Linked DNA regions of Columba livia: region 1 is linked to region 2. Evidence: chromatin contacts called from public Hi-C data. All regions are on one chromosome and are shown on one strand. The core of a region is the stretch at or near the end of the contact, and the rest is flanking DNA. Distances in the headings are between cores, read along the strand shown. Region 1 holds the start of WTIP (WT1 interacting protein). Region 2 overlaps WTIP (WT1 interacting protein).

Region 1 (2,700 bases), core at 84-2,583, 52 kb after region 2:
CTGTAGCAGGGCAGCGCCACCTCGGAGCGGGTGCACAGCCCCTCCTCGCAGCACGGCGGCCCCGCGGCCGGAGGCGGCTCGGCGGCGGCGCGGCCGTTGGCGGCGCGGAGCGGGGCGGCTTTGCCGCAGGGGGCGGCGGGGAAGGCTTCGGCGGGCAGCGGCGCGGCGGTACCGTTCATCTTCCGGCCCCTCTGCTCCCCCGTCATGTGGGCGGCGATGACCCGCTTAGTCTCCTCCAGGTCGGGGTGCAGCGGCAGGTCCCGTCGGCCGCCCCGGCTGTACGAACCCTCCAGGCAGGGCTCGTAGAGGGACAGATCCTCCATGAACTTGGTGGCCTTCAGTGCCATGTCCTCTTCGTACTTCTCCATGCTCGGCCGGAGCCCGGCAGCGCGGGCCAGGGGTGGGACGGCGAACTCTGCGACAGCACAGCCCACAATAGGGGAAAAAAAAAAAAGAAAAAAAAAAGAAAAAAAACCACACACACACAAAAAAACCACCTCAAGGGAAAGCCCCTTCCCGCGGTCCTGGCGGGGCAGCGGCGGGACACAGCTCCTTCTCGGGAGGGCTCCTCAGCAGCGGCCAGGCGAGGCGGCAGTCACCTCAGCGGCATCCCCGCGCCGCGGCGCTCGGCTCGGTGTGGCCGGGCTGCCCGGCGGAGCGCGGCGAGCAGAGACGAGGAGCCCCTGTGTCACTTTCCAGCCTTAAATAAGTTGCTCGGTCCAGTCAATGGCGCGCTGCGCGGAGGAATTTGCGCTCGGCGGCTCCCTGCCCCCGCCGCCCCCGGCCGGCCGCCCCGCGGCGGGGCCGCAGCCCGGCCCGCACCCCCGGGCGGGGGGCGAAGGCGGCGGCCGGCCCGGAGGGGCTTCGCGGTGCGGCGAGCGGAGCGCGGGGCGCGGCGAAAGAGGGAGGGACTCTTTTGTGTGGGGCAGGAATGCGAGGAAGGAGACTGGGCGCTGCGTCCCGCTGGAATGTAGTTAATGCTGGAGCCAAACAATGATTTTCACCGAGTCAGTCAGGGAGAGGGCGGCCGCGGCGCTGCTCGGCGGCGGGGCCGGCAGCTCCCTTCTGCGCTGCCCGCTCTCCTCCTGGGCCGGTGCTCACCCAGCCCTGCCCGGGGCGGGCGGTACCGCTCCTCGCCGCGGAGCGGGAGGCGGCGGGGCTGTCACCGCGCCCCGCGGGCAGGGAGCCGGGGCCCAGCGCACCGAGCGCCCTGTCAGGCGCTGAGCAACCGCGTTCCCGCCCGCCGGGCTGCGGCGCGCGCCCCGCTCCCCTCCGCCGCCCGCGCCCCGACTGGAACTTTCCGGCGGGACCCGCGGGCTCGTCCCGCCGCGGCGGCACCAGGGGATGGGACCGGCACCGCGGCGCTGTGTGCAGCGGCCGGGGTGTCGGGAGCAGCCCCGCCGCTGCAAGTGACTCACACCTGTGCGAAATCCCCAGAACCGGCCAGGTGACTCTGCTGAAAGGACCTGTGCTTCAACACGGCAACTGATAATTATTTGCAGTTATTAAAAAAAAAACAACAACAACAAAAAAAGGAAGTACTGAGACATATGATAAACGTATCGTGGCTTAAAGCAATCTATGAATTGACACGAGTTTAAGAAAGCACGCTGCTGTCAGTGTAACTTTGCAGGAGCTTCATCTGTTGATTCAGCAATCTGTTGATCCAGACTCAGCACTGCTTGCCGTCTACATCTGTACACGCACGAAAAGGCTGTCAGAGAAACCGCCTCTGAAATGGCTGCTTCCCGAGCGCTCCGACACAAAACCGTAGCCTGCATGTGATTTTTTTACAACTAAACTGCGAATCTCTGTCAGTCATTTGTGTTGATGGCAAAAATACTTACAAAAACCCCAACAATAGGTGCCTAGGTTGTGTCCTTACAGTGCTGGGTGCTGAGCACCCTGTGAGGAGAGAAATAGGTTGCAAGTTTGATCTGTAGGCACTCTGCCCACCAAGAACATTTTAACCTGTTATCATACCTAATTAAACATTAAAAGCAACTGTGTACTTAAAAATGTCCCCTGCTGTGCAGGGCAATTGATTGGCAACGTGTTTGTGTGTGCAGGGGAGGCAAGCAAAAAAAAAATAAAGAAAAAAAATGCAACAAACCATGTAAATGTGCAGAGCAATACCAGAAAATCAGATCTCCTAGGCATGACAGAGGTAGTGCGCTGTCAGTGTGAACATACGAATGCAAATACAACCAGTCTTGGGGGTCAAGTGCTCTTCTCTACTCTATGTTCACATCTCTCATTACATAGCACCATGTGCTTCTGCAGCTTAGTACTTGTGGAACAGTAGGGTATGGTGCAAGCGTACCTGCACAGAGCTGCGTCAGTCGTTCCTGGGGCCTGGACTAGGATGATCTATCCTGTTATGGATGTTGAGCTGCTTACTGCCAATTTTTATAAAGCTGTCTTCCTGAGAAACGAGGAGTGGCTCATGGACAACCTGGAACTTGATCCATCAGAGCACATGTAAAGAAAAAAGTAATTTACTCTATTTTAAGTTTTTGATTAAAAAAAACCCCGCATCACCAACTTTACGACATTAGTTTGCTTTCTAGTAATCTATCAGTGGGTAGGACATATCTGGGGGGCTGTGCCTATGTGCTCACGCAAGGAAGCACTTTGAGCAGCTGTCCTTACAGCAGAAACTGCAGAGCTGATGCTGCATGAAGTCAGAAGCATAAGCCA
Region 2 (2,700 bases), core at 77-2,576:
AAAATACTAAGTAATAACAATGCACCTCTGCTACCTCCTCTACCCAGTCATCTCAAAACTGACGCAGAATTTCACCCAGGAGATGTTTTCTTTCACTTGTAGCAGAGGTTCATCTGCCCAGGAATTAAAGATGTGCCAAAAGAAACAAAAGCTTCCAATACTTTTTCTTTGTTGCTGTTTCTCCGTTACTCACATGTGAGTTTGGGCCTGCAGTTCGCCATCCCTCCCTCTGACTTATGAGATTTTCTTTGCACGAGGTTTCTGTCACTCCCACCCACTTGAGAACAGGAAGCACCAAGGCTGCCTTAGCCCCTGAGTAACTGTTAACGAATTTTTCCTCCTCCATCTCCTACAGAGAGCTCACACAAAGCCACCAAGCAACGCGAGCACAACCTCTTCGTGATGGGGTCCTGCGTTGGGGCTGCAGCTTCTGTGGTGGGTGCTGGGGCAGCGCAGGGTCTGGGTGGCAGAAGGGGCTTTGAGGAGGAGGAGGATGAGGAGGATGGTGCTGCAGCCCCAGCCCCTGGGCTCCCAGAAACCTCCATCCCCCACCGACACTGCCTCATCCCCTCCTCACAATGCTCAACTGCTCAGGCTTTGTGAAAGGAGGAGTGAATTTCTAGGGCTTTCAGGGTTTTTAAGATAGAAAAAAAAAAAGAAAAAAAGAAAAAAAATCAATGCCAAATTCCTTTGAATAGAAGATACTGCATGTTGGCAGAAGCCACTTTTCACAGACTCCAGCCGTTTGAAATCTGAAACACTAAAAAGTGGCTACTGTGGATGTGATGTATTCTTCTTTTCAAAGCAATCTGGCACACAATTTTGCTCCCCTGTTTCAGGACCCAATCCTGCATTCCTTTCACGCTCAGACTCCCATTGACTTTAAGGAATGCAGGATTGGATCCTAAATGTGTGCTCTACTCACACAATAGCTCCTCATGGTTACCATCTATTGAGAAAGGCACACTTTAAAAACCATTTGGAATTGCAGGCTCATCCACCAGGCCAGAATGCCTGTAAAGATCTTCCATTATTTCAGGAAAAATGCTCCAGTGTGTGGATTACACACACACACTTTCGTGGTTTCAAGCTGCAGGCACAGCTTAACTTGAGATGCATCAAAATATTTTGAGCATTGGTGTGATGGCTCATAAAGGAACCCAGTGTAATTTTAGGTTTTGGGGAAAAAACAAACCAAACCAAACTTGAAATGAAACAAAAAAACACATGCACAAAAAAAACCCCAAACCCACCACACACACACACACAAAAACAAACTCTGGGGAAAGAAAATATAAAAGCCACCAAAGCAAACGCAGAAGCAGCTGAATCTTTAGGACGGTTTTTCAGAGAACTTTTGTAAAAGCCTCTAAAAGACCTGCACCAGCTAAGACAAAACAGAGCCTTGCACGGCTAGTTTTGAGGATGCTGTATATTGAGTTACGAGGCTATTACCATGCAAATCTCAAATGTACAAGCTTTTTACTTGGCCATAAACACAAAACAGTATACATTGTCCTTTCAGAAGAAAAGGTTTGCTGCTAAAGTAGCAGAAGCCCTACGTAAATAACCAACATTCTTTCTGCCTGAGGTCACTGACTTGGCCTATTCAATTCCGGGCTAGTCTGGGATTTGACAATCTAAGCAGGGGAGAGGCCCTTTCCTTTTTTTTCAAAAGAATGCTGGGATTTTATTTGAAATTTAAACTCTTGCAAACAAAAGGTGGCATCGTATGCTAGAGGCCTATGAAGGTGGAGTACAGGATGTGTATTGTTTTCTCCCTTTACATAGATTCTTTCAGGAAAGAGTATTCAGAGTCTGTGAACAAATTCTAATCAAATATTATCATCAGGTAGGCAGACATAGCAAGATATGAACGAAAACTTAAGAGGTCAGGAGATTTACTTTTTAAAACTATCGATGCAGGGAAAGCACAATTTTAAAAAAAAATATAATTTAAATTATAATTTAAACCAAATTATTTTAAAAATCTAAATTGCAAATTCCTCTATAGTTTAAGTTCCTATAATAATTCATATTTGTACATCGAAAAAGAGCTTTTCGGTGCAAATTAACTATGGCTACAAAGTCAGTATTCATTCCCATTCTCTATCTCTGGCTGATCTGTCCCGGTGAGGCAGACAGCCGTTAACTGTTTTTCCTCCCGGTTCCTGTTGCCCAGCTCTTCCTTGGAGTCTCACAAAAGCACACTCTCGTATAACACAATTATCATTTCCACTCCTGGGCTGTTGTCCAGGCCCCGCACTGCTCTGTGTCCTGGGCCACCTCTCCAGCAGGTGCCAGCTCCTGCCACACGGACGTGCCGGTACCACACACCAATTTGCAGCTGGTGTGAATCGTGACAACGCCGCTGAATTCATCACAATTTATACAAGCTCTAGACCTGCCCCAAGGTACTATCTTTGACAGAAGAAAGTCAATCTTTGATATGCACTCACTAACGTGTGGTAAAAAACAGATGAAAACAAGGCAGTTTATAATTATGACATGCTTGCAGCTCAGGGTAAACTCTCGATTCTCCTCGGCATTTTACCTTAACACGCCATGATGTCAGAATGAAAAACTTCATTATCTTCCCCAGGATTTTGCCTCATGTCAGCTATTGCACTGAAGGAAAGACCCTTCTATCCAGAAAGTACGCCTTTGCTGCCAAAAAAACTTGCATTTCTGCACTGAGAC

The links. A called contact is a pair of places that touch in the nucleus more often than the background predicts.
Region 1: a contact with region 2 is called in a Hi-C map of liver, with 1.8 times the contacts expected there. The contact joins the promoter of WTIP here to the enhancer-like site in region 2. A contact is called at or near these places in 2 of 2 Hi-C or Micro-C datasets (crop and liver).

What each region holds. Positions count from the first base shown.
Region 1 is chr13:16,623,049-16,625,748 of bColLiv1.pat.W.v2, forward strand. WTIP (WT1 interacting protein) reads right to left here and starts at 1,334. Exons shown (of 8, transcript XM_013371162.3): 1 at 1-1,334. The coding sequence starts at 368.
Region 2 is chr13:16,571,380-16,574,079 of bColLiv1.pat.W.v2, forward strand. All of the region lies in intron 2 of WTIP (WT1 interacting protein), which reads right to left. Among named protein-coding and RNA genes, the nearest start is that of WTIP, 52 kb to the right of the region's middle. Within about 2 kb of position 1,327, at least 2 of the 3 cell types and tissues checked have an H3K27ac peak away from gene starts, as active enhancers do.